Linked DNA regions of Zea mays: region 2 is linked to region 1. The links are chromatin contacts, called in public Hi-C maps. All regions are on one chromosome and are shown on one strand. Each heading gives the region's core, a stretch centred on a gene start, on an enhancer-like site or on the middle of the called end of the contact. The rest is flanking DNA. Distances are from core to core; before and after follow the strand shown. Region 1 holds the start of LOC542618 (Rho-related protein from plants 2). Region 2 holds the start of LOC103654933.

Region 1 (5,606 bases), core at 883-3,382:
GGGTACAGGCTCGTCGGGGACGTCTGCTACGAGGAAGCCTCCAAGGTCGCCGGAGCCATCACGCCGGTCCCAGGCGGCGTCGGGCCGATGACGATCGCGATGCTTCTGTCGAACACGCTCGAGTCGGCTAGACGGATCCACGGATTCAAGTAGCCGCCGCACCCACCGTCCGTCCAGCAGAGAGAAGCGAAGGCGTTGGCCCTGCCAGCCAAGCCAGACTAGTGCAGGGGTCGTAGGGAAAAAATAAATAAATAATTAAATAAATTTTGACGCAGATGAGATGGGAAATCCCAGCTTGACACTTTGTTAGGGTATTGTGCTTGATAAAAATATGGCACCAGGTGAATCTGAGGTGCCAGTAAATCTTGGATGAATTCTGCCGCACGCATCCGACCGGATCAGCAGAAACTTGTCTCCATGCCATGATCAGGGTACCTGTGTTGTGAGTGACTGTGGCTGTGACTGGTGGGTGCCGTTGTCGACGTGGGATAATGCCTGATCTGTCCAGTTGGATCCCCGATTTCATTAGCTGTCTGTCTGTCTGTCTGCCCCCGTTTTTTTTTTTGTGTGTGTGGTACACTGCACTGCACACGCATGCTGGTGTATTTGGTGGCCACCTAAACGCAGTAGCAGTTGGTTGAGCGAGTATGTGTTTGGTTTGAGGTTAAAGTGTGATGAGACGGGTGTGACACTGTCTCTTCGATTTTTTTGGATTACGTCGCTATTAAAAACTACTTCGGTATTTAACTTGTTCCTATGTGAATCTCATCTAAACACTATAGAAATTATAGTCGTTCCCTTATACTCTTTCATGTATATCCAACCAAACACACACTGTCGCGTTCATTAGAAAATATAAGCGAGATGCACTCTTAAAAGTGCTAGACTGGCGTTCATTAGAAAATAGAAGCGAGAATGCACTCTTAAAAGTGCTAGTGAGTAGTGACCCCAAATGAAAGGCACGTTAAGATAAAAATATATATACACTGGAAGACGCGTATGGAAGGAGAAATGGCGTGATGATTAGGGAGCAGACATGATCAAGAGGACGAGAGACAGTAGGAGGGCAGTTGATAGCAGTTAAGCAAAGCAACATTTTTTTGGGAAATGGTACTGCCACATTGGCTTTTCCGTTGCTGAATAAACGTCACTTGGAAGCATGCGTTATTTAGCCTGACGTACGAAAGTATCGGCACTGCGATATTATGATATTCCTAGAGTAGAGCGTGAACAATCTCATCGCAACCGGTGAATATAATATTGATAAATCAACAAGAAAAAAAACTGAGATAGCGTGACAACAGTAACAACACTAATCCTACTAGAGTGTGGACTACAATAGTTCTCTAAACAACTTCTAAATTTTAAAATTTAGAAGTGAACAAAAAAAACACGTCTCCAATAGTTCTCTAAATTAATAAGCTTGCTAAATTTAATTACTCCCTATCCAATCCAATTTACTTTTCAAGTTTGGCAATCGGATAAAAACTTTCTAAACACAGTTAACGTCGATCTCATAGTAGCTAAATTCGACGCACTCTTTTTTTTCCATTTCCCGCACAGCACTAGGTATGACACAAAGCTTATTTTCCATCGTCAGTCCACTGCCACCCCATAGGCCGCGCCGCCGAACCATCGCTCCCCCACATGTCATGCACTACCGGCCTTGTTCTTCACCCTCGACATTTATATGCTCTCGACCCTATTGTCAGCCAGATCCGAAGGGAGCAGGCCTACTAAAACTAGATTCAAAATTTAATTACTCTGTAAATATCATGAACTATCAGAGATTAAACTGCTTTTCTAATTCCAATAACTATTTAGCAACTTGGTAAACACGAGTTTATAAAGCTTTTTATAGATGCTTATTATAGATTATTGTCTAACATTTTACCCACTAATTTTTTATTTAAACAAACATCTATAGTAGGCTGGATTATATAATCTTTATAAAATAAACTGGATTATACTATAATTCTGCGAGAAAACAAGCATGCCCTTACTTTAGAGTTTTAAATATGCGGTGGATTAGGCTTGATGATAACCTAATAATACACGGGGGCAAGTTTGGCAGGCAGAGGCAGTGCAATAATAAAGAAGGAAATGATGCGCGCGCACACCGTGGCCACCCCTCTCTCTCTCTCTCTCCTTCCTTCCCTCCCCACCCACCACCGCGCCGGGCCACCACCACCCACTCTACCCTCCCCTCCCCACCACCACTAGCACCCACCGTCCCGGCGCGGAGACCGCTTCCCTCCCTCCGCCTCCGCAACCCTCTCCCGCCTCGCCCGCGCCTCCCTCCATTTGTCCGCGGCTCCCCTCCCTCCCGATCTTAACCACCCGCCACCCGGCTTCCTCTCCCCCTTCTTCCTCCCTCAAACCAGACGCTCGCCCCCCTTTCCTCCACCGCCTATCTTCTTCAGACGACCAGCAGGAGGTACGAGCAAGACCACCTAGGAGGCCTCTCTCTCCCCCCAGCCACCCCCGTAGCGAGAGGGAGGGCGGAAGAGGATGAGCGCGTCCAGGTTCATAAAGTGCGTCACGGTCGGGGACGGCGCCGTCGGCAAGACCTGCATGCTCATCTCCTACACCTCCAACACCTTCCCCACCGTACGCTCCTTCCTCCTCATTGTTGCTCCGCTGGAGAGGTTTCATTTTTTTTTGGGGGGTCCCGGTCCGGGATTTTGAATTGCGACGGCGTTCTTGATCGATCTGGGGCGTTGGATTCGGTGGGAATTCCCCCCGATTCGCCCCGCGCTCGTCAATTCCGCCCCGGTCACGACAATGCGGCTGTGCCAACTTTTCGTTTTTGTAATTATTATTAGGGTTCGGTCGGTCGCGTACCAGTACCACGCCAGCTGCCCGTTGGTTTTGGAGGAAACCGAAAGGGGATCTCATCTTCTCCTGCGCTGTTCTCAAATCAGACCCAAAACGGCCTCTTCAGCGCGCTGGGTTTGCAGGAATTGCCTCGCTCGTGTAGAAATTACCGTTACAGTTTCTAAGAAACCTGGGGAAATGTAGATTCCCTTGCAAATCTGCTCGCTTTCCCTTTCCCTGCTGCACCCCGCCTCGATCCGTTTCATCAACCAGACCGAGATCACTTTCTCGACCTCTTTTTAAGTTTACCCTGCCTGCCCGCCTGCCTGCCCTGTACCCTCGCCCTGGAAGTCACGCCTTCCGTATGGTTGGTGAAATGGATTGCCATTGCCTCACTTTACGCAATTCCACACTGGTTGTTGCACCAAGAGTGTCGCTAGCTTTTCACGCGTGCCCCCTCCACCTTTTCCAATACGAAATATCTCTTTGAAATAACTTTTTTTTTGGCCCTGTACCAGTGTGGTATATCCATATCACTGGATTTTTTTACGCATGCCCTCTCATTTTCCAATAGAAAACATCTCTTTCAAGAATTTTTTTTTGACTATGTATCAGAGTACTATGTGTCTATACCCATTGCATTGGATTTTCTCTCTCGAAAGATGTGATTTTGATTTTCAGCCGTGCCTTGCAGTAGGTTAGCTTGGAGCCCTGAGTATTAGCGTGACCATGGGCTAGTATATCCGGAGGACCACTGTGGACCGCCGCCCCCCATGCTTGTGGAGGGTCTAGTGTATTATTTTGTAGGGTTATCCTCAGACATTCAGACAAACTTTTTAGTTTCTTTGAATTTACAGTGGCGTGCGATGTGCCTTCATTCATACCCTCTTGTCCTCTCCCACTGTCCTTTGCCTATTTTTCTGGTTTATGAATTAGTTGCACTTTTAGTGATACATGCAGTACACTTACTGTTGTCGCCATTGCTCTTTTGCCAGGACTATGTTCCGACAGTGTTTGATAACTTCAGTGCCAACGTTGTGGTTGATGGTAATACTGTCAACCTCGGCCTCTGGGACACTGCAGGTGACCAGCTATCCTATTTTGTTACTTTGATGCTTTTCCCCCCTTTGTGCATATCCTTTTTCCTTGTTTATCAAAATGGTTGAACTTCATCTTTGCAACTGCCGCAGGTCAAGAGGATTACAACAGACTGAGACCACTGAGCTATCGTGGAGCTGATGTTTTTCTTCTGGCTTTCTCACTGATCAGTAAGGCCAGCTATGAGAATGTTTCGAAGAAGGCAAGGCTCTGATTCTTATTTTCTATTATTTGGCTTTGTGTTTTCTTTAGTCCAGCGTCCTCTGGAAATGCTTGTTTTTAGCTCATTTACCTTACAGTCTTCATTTAGCTGATTATATGATAAAATTCATTGCTTCTGGCTTGACCATATTCAGAGTGATTACTTTTTTCTCAGTGAAACAAATTACTAAATGTGTACTGAAACAGTTCTCCAAAATCCATTTTTGAATAGGATTAATATAGATGGCTCCCAAACTTTTTGTTTGCTGACTCTGAACCCCTTCTATTTTCAGTGGATACCTGAACTGAAGCATTATGCACCTGGTGTGCCAATTATTCTCGTAGGGACAAAGCTTGGTAAGAATGATTCGGTCCTTCTTTTTGAAATCCAACCTTCGGTGCTTGCAAAATTGATTATGCTAGTTTCTGATAGATCAATTGATTGGACTTTCGGTTAGATAGGATCACATTTGGCAGTTGTTTTTATCATAATAGTGCATGAATTTGGCAATGATGTTATAATATCACATGATGACAAAAATCTGTACACGATATAAGCATGGATAGAGTAGTTGTCGCTCGTGTTGTTGCCTGAATTTGCATTTGTGCATTTGGTGAACTGGTAAGCTCAGTACTCTGTAAAACCTTTTTTCTGAACAAATATAAAAGCAGGGATCCTACCTGGTTTACAAAATATTATAAATATACCTGTTTGAATTGACTGTACTTCCTGTTATTGACAACCAATGCAACAGGTAATGCCGTCCCTCAGTTTGCTATTTTTCCTGTTGGGTTCACTGATTTTGCTCCTTCTATGTTCTTACAATGCTTATTATATTTAACTAGTGGCACAACATGTGCGTGAACCCACGGGTAGCATAAAGCCTCAGGTTGCAAGCTGCACATCCTTATATTTTCACAATGCACATTTCATTGGCAGATCTTCGAGACGACAAGCAGTTCTTTGTGGACCATCCTGGTGCTGTCCCTATCACTACTGCTCAGGTATGGTTACAGGTGGTTTACTGCCCTGTTTGCTCTACGAGTATTACATAAATGCTTTGAGATGGTAGTCAAGTTTGTCCTGATTTGCCTCGTGTCGAGTTACTGTTGTCTAACACATGGTTATCTATAGGGAGAGGAGCTAAGAAAGCAAATAGGCGCTCCATACTACATCGAATGCAGCTCGAAGACCCAACTAGTATTGCCATCTGCTCAATCATTTGCTAAACATGCACAATATTATGTGGAGGTACTAATAACTGGATTTACTTTTTCTCCCCACCCGAATTTCAGAACGTGAAGGGCGTCTTCGATGCGGCGATAAAGGTTGTGCTGCAGCCGCCTAAGGCGAAGAAGAAGAAAAAGGTGCAGAGGGGGGCGTGCTCCATTTTGTGATCTAATCATCGGTAGATGAAGAAACAAGGGCGAAGGTGCCATGGCTTTATCATCGTCGCGTCTTGCTTCAGTGGAACAGCATGAATGGTCCC
Region 2 (5,606 bases), core at 781-3,280, 170 kb before region 1:
GAGAGCACAAAAAATATGGCTCCTAACGGATCCTTCTACATTTTACTCACACATCCTTTAAGATAAACACAAGAAAACTGTTTTACCAAATGAATTGCAAAGCAGCTCTGACTTTTTAGAGAAACCAAAGAGCCAGGTGAGTCAGTGCTGAAACTGTTTTTAGAGGAACCCTGTTTTTAGAGGAACCGGAGCCCTACCAAAGGTCCCTTATTCTAGATCGGGCCTATAAATCAGTGACCCAAATGCAAGTGAATTGCAGGTGAATTAACTGTAGATGATCTTGTTGTGTCTGAAGAGGGAGGGCTCAATTGTAATTAACATGTTTAGACTTTAGAGCGACTCCAAAAGACTGCTATAAAATTGTTCCCCAAAACTTAATATTAGGGGCTGATGTAAAAAACGTTTCCTAAAAAAATCTAAATCCACAACAGACTACTAATAAATTAACCCTAAATTTTTTGAAACAACCTAAGCGCGAGTCAGAGAAGACACATGAATTGGGCTGGCATTGACGACATTCTCGCCACTGCAGATGCTAATTTGTTAGCTTGTGCAGCTTCTCACAATACACATGCTGAAACAAACAGTGACGGAATTGCCATGTCTAAATTTGTTGCTGGTAGAAGGCAAGGTAAATGCCAGATTCCACCGTGGTAAAGGCAAACTGGCCATGTGAGTCTAACCTTGTGCGTGATGCAGGACGCCTCCGAGAGGCAATGTACAGATGTTGCTCGGGCCAAAGGCAGCCTATCGTTTGCTCTGACCTTGCCAATTGAAACCATATTGTACAGATGTTCCCAAACACAAGAACTGTACAAATGTTGTGAAGGGACATATTTCAAACTTGTAGTAACAAGAATTGAGAGTGCTCACACTTGGTACTCCAATTGAAAGTGTGTTTAAACTTAAACTATAATTGAAGTGCTTTCAAAATGAAACACTCAAACTATCATACAAAGATAGGATTAAAAGATAGGATTAATATGATTTAGTCTCTTTTAGGCCCTGTTCAATTTCACGGGATAAACTTTAGTTTCCTGTTAAACTTTAGCCATATGAATTGAAGTGCTAAAGTTTAGCTCCTTGTGTGTTTGGACTACTCTAATAAAGTTTAGCACATTAGAAAAAGACACACATGCCCCTAATGCGGAAAGAGAATGTGGTTGGAGGGTATGGGGTAGAAAATGAGGTTCTCTGGCCCACGTTTAGCCCCTTTTAGCACCCCTTGAGCAGATTATGAGATAATAGGTGCTAAATTTTATCACACCACCATTAGCTCTCCTATTTAGATCACCAAATGGCTAAAAATAGCTAAAAAGTTGATAAAGTTTATCTTGTGAGTTTAAAACAGAGCCTTAGTCACCCTTTGAAGAAATAGAGACTAAAACAATTTAGTTCATGTTTTGGTCCCACCATATAATAATTTAGAATTTAAATGAAACTAAAATGGAGAGACTAATCTTTAGTCTATCAACCAAAAAGAGTCTTAAGGGGGTGTTTGGTTGCCCCTGCTAAAGTTTAGCTCGGGTCACATCAAACGTTTGACTTTTAAATAGGAGTATGAAATATAGACCCAACCAACTGGACTAGATTCGTCTCGTCTTTTAATCTTCGGCTGACAAATTAGTTTTATAATCCGACTACATTTAATACCCGGAACGGAGGTTCAAACATTCGATGTGATAGGGGCTAAAGTTTAGTTTAGGGTAACCAAACACCCCGTGGGCTGAAGCGCCAAATTGGTCCCCATACCAAATATATTGGCACATGAACTATGGTGCCGAGATCATAGTGTAAAAACACATATATAAATGCGAATAATTTGAAAAGAGCTAACAAATTAAAATACCGGATCAAATGTAACAGTATGTGACGAGTAAAAAAACGCATCGCCGCAGGAAAAGCAGCTTTGGCGCCGGATAAATCCAGGGCGAGACGAGAACAAGGCAACAAGGAAAAAAGAAGAAACAAACCCCCAAAACCGGGGGCCGGAGCCTCCAGCTCCAGTCCACCACACTGCACGCGAGAACCGGAATACGGAGAGAATGGAAATCTAGCCCGGACCGTGGAGGAGAGGAGAGGAGAGGGAAAGGGAAAGGAAGAGGCGGCGTGCCCACCGCGAGCACCAGCCACCAGCAACAGAACCACACGGCGCGAGTCAGTCCCTGTGGGGAGGGCCCTGCGTGTCATCCTCCCGGCGGCAACCCAATCCCCGCGGCCGCGTCGCCACGTGGCGCCACGGCGCTCGCCCGCCCCTATTAAACCACACGGCCTGGGAGCGGAGGGGAGCCCAGGAAGCAATCCGCTCGCTCGCCCGCCCGCCCGCCCACATCGCGCCGCCGCCGCCGCCGCCGCCCGATTCCGCAGCCACCGAACACAGACCCCCCGGCGCGGCGCCCGCCCATGGAGGATGCGGCGGAGACCGAGCAGCTGGAGGTGGCCGCCATTCTGTGCGACATAAGCAGGCTCGTGCGGTCGCGGCACCGGCGGCGCCAGCGCGCGCGCGCCGCGGCCCCGCACCTGGAGATCCTCTCGTGGGGCCGGCGCCGGCCGCGGTCGATGCCGGAGGTCAAGCCCTCCCCGGTCCCGGCTCCCGCCGCCGCCGAGAGGGGCGGGGCCGCTAGCCCCGACACCCCGCTCGCGTACCCGGAGAGCGGCGGGGACGACGCGCCGCCGGAGGACAAGGGCGAGGTCGCCGTAGCTCCCCCGCTGGACCAGGTGAGCCTCCCGCGCGCGAGATCTGCGCGCGCGCCTCAGCCGGCGCCGCCGCTGCGGGTCTTCCTTCGTCGCTTCGCTTTCCGTTTTTTTTAAAAAAAAATAAAATTAGGTGGTGGAAAATTTCTCTAGTGGCCGGACGGGCGACAATTAATCTGCCTTGGATGGACTGCTCGCAGTGGGCGGAGGAGGAACAGCAGCTCGGCGAGGCGGCGGCGAGCTTGTCCCAGCCCCGGGAGAACGCGCGTCCACTCCAGGTCAACCCTTCCTCCTCCCCACTCCCTTTTTCTTCCTCGGGAGTTTAGATCTTCTTCTGTTCGTGTCTGTCTCCCGTCGATTGCTTGCTTGTGTGCGACTAGCGACCTCGAGCCATTGATTAGAGAAATTCAAGCGGCTGCGGCGTCCCCGGCACAGCAGAGCTCGGTCGGATGCGGAGCTGGAGGAGCACGAGCGAACGAGAGCCTTGGTGAAGCAGTTGCACTCGCACCGTCGCACGAGGTGCTGCTGGATGGATCCTTTCTCTGGCGGTCGCTTTCCGTCAATCTGGTAGCCGTGGTTGCCAGTTGCCACGGAGACTGGGTACCGGGGCGGGGCACGGTTTCTTGCTGCTCAATTCTTGGGCGCTCGGTTTTGCTCGCTTGCGTGTTTGTGCGGACGGCAACCACAACCACTCCAGCTCTGCTCGCCCATCTCATCCCCACCCCCAACAAGGATCGAAAGCTGCGACCTTTTTTTCCCCAAAAACAAAACCATCTCCGAGAACTCAGCCATCCAACACGAAAAAAAGAGGAATTTTTAGTTTCGATTCCAATCTCCCGATCGCCATTGACCGTCTATAGTACTCATGCCAGGTAGAGTATAAAACCGTTCCCTTCTGTGATTGGTTTGACGCCTTTCCCGATTTAGTAGGAGGCCTGACGCCGTGTCGTCACGAACGGCTCTCGATGCCCATGCGTGCATACGTACGCACGCGCGCGCTGAGAGAAAGAGAGAGAGCAGCTGAAAGGGGGAGTTGAGTAATGAGTTCCAATCATCCAATCTCGAACTGACGCCGCAGCACCCTGGCTACGTACGTGTCGCTTTCGCAGGTCGGGAGGAAGGAGCAGGAGGACCTGCCGGCGCTGGTGGTGCTGGACCTGAACGAGCCGGCGCGGGCGGCGGCCGACGACGAGGGGGAACAGCAGCCGGCGCGCGCGCGGGCGCGCGCGCGGGCCCGGGCTCGAGCGCAGGCGCGGGCGCAGGCAGCGGCCGACGACGAGGGCGAGGAGCAGCAGGAGGCCCGGGCGCGGGCGGCCGCGGCCGCCGCCGCCGCGGAGTGGTACCGGCAGGCGCAGCTGCGGGCCGCGCTGCAGAAGGCGGCCGTGTCGGCGGGCGCGCGCCGCCGCCGCCTCGAGATCCTGCGGGCCAAGGCGGCGTGCCCGCTGGTGTCGAGCAGGAGCAGGGTGCGGCGCGCCGCCGGGTGCTGAGGGCGACGACGCGCGTCCAAGTTTTGAGGCGTGGCGGCCAGCCTAGTCGAACCGGACTAGCTGTAGCCTGTAGGGTGGCGGCGGCAGCGGCAGCAGCGTGCTACTGTAGCAGCTAAGTATTTGTTGCAGTGCTAGTGATTGTTTTTTTCCTTTCTTGGATAAAGAATGTTAGAATGAGATTGGGTGGGAGAACGAGGGGGAAGAGGAACTTCGAGGTGTTGTTCATATTCAGCATGTGTAGAAGCTTGATTTGAGTTGAGAGTGAGGCAATGAGCGAGTTGACGTCGTCTGGATCGTCTTGGAACACTGTCAGATTTTGATCAGCAGCATATCAGAAGTAACCAGATATCGATTTAATTGTATCTACCATCGTATTGCCGTTGCAAATTTACAATTACAGGTAGTAGTGACGTAGTACTATCTTTTTTTAGGGGAAAAAATTGGACAGTACCAGAAGCAGATGTGATGTGATGTGACATGCCAATATTACTGAAATATTGTTCGTTATAATTGCTATATATATATAATTATTGGCGAATAGGGAATTCTTTTTTGTTATAATTGTTATATGCAATCGTCTCATACGTTACTATAAACTCAACTCCAGCCCTATTTCTTGATTCTGAGTGCTCCTGTATTGCTGGTACCGGAGGCTCGGACACGACACGAGCTGATGCAACTCATTAACGTGCTTGATGATGCAACATTTGCAGCATGAATTTTATCTAAAATTGGAGGAATATGTAGTGAAAACTCAACAAGGAGCAAGAAATATGGTTCTTGAACCATCGGAATTTGTGGCATACACCCTCTCTGATTTAGTGTAGAATATATTCACTCATCATCTTCCGTGAAAAGTAACTCTCGCTCGGACAAACAATTCTGTTACCGACAAATAAGTCCAGATACTCGAAACAAGAGGAAAAGAAACGCAGCTTTACAACACGACGACAGTATGTTTGGGCCTCGGCGGCCGCAGAAAACATACGCACACTACAAGATAAACCGATCCTGCAGGCTCGGACCTTGATGGAGGGGGAGCAGCAGCACCCTCGGCGTCAACTACACCTTCGGCAAAGTCCGACCGAGCCTCGGACGGCAACGCGGTCGGAGGATCTCCACTCCGAAGGACGACATCAGCACCATGCCCGGGCCATCGCCGCCAGGGTCTTCTCCAGGAATCCGGCCCGAGCAGACAGCTCGGTCGGCCACCCCGAAGCCTCAGCCAGCTGTCCCCCGAGGACATCAGCCCGGCTCGTGGCCTCGGCAACTCGACTCCGGCGTCGGTCCCGCTAGTGGACGGCCCGACCAGGCTCCGACTGACGAAGTCTTCTTTTCAAGCCAACTCTGCCTCTGTCCATGCTGGCACCGCTGCCTCCGGCTTCGGCTCATCGAAGAGCAACCGAGGGTTTCCTTTAACTAAGC

Evidence for each region. Hi-C and Micro-C count contacts between places; a contact is called where the count stands out from the background.
Region 2: a contact with region 1 is called in a Hi-C map of ear, with 2.3 times the contacts expected there. The contact joins the promoter of LOC103654933 here to the promoter of LOC542618 in region 1. A contact is called at or near these places in 4 of 25 Hi-C or Micro-C datasets (ear, endosperm, leaf and 1 more).

The regions. Positions count from the first base shown.
Region 1 is chr4:246,681,598-246,687,203 of Zm-B73-REFERENCE-NAM-5.0, reverse strand. It overlaps LOC542618 (Rho-related protein from plants 2), which reads left to right and starts at 2,132. Exons shown (of 7, transcript NM_001112145.2): 1 at 2,132-2,610; 2 at 3,813-3,900; 3 at 4,008-4,117; 4 at 4,410-4,473; 5 at 5,057-5,121; 6 at 5,252-5,317; 7 at 5,413-5,606. The coding sequence starts at 2,512. The coding sequence ends at 5,514. LOC542656 (bifunctional protein FolD 4, chloroplastic) reads left to right here. Exons shown (of 5, transcript NM_001308477.1): 5 at 1-706. The coding sequence ends at 153.
Region 2 is chr4:246,854,671-246,860,276 of Zm-B73-REFERENCE-NAM-5.0, reverse strand. LOC103654933 reads left to right here and starts at 2,030. Exons shown (of 3, transcript XM_008681737.4): 1 at 2,030-2,718; 2 at 2,895-2,972; 3 at 3,804-4,553. The coding sequence starts at 2,404. The coding sequence ends at 4,181.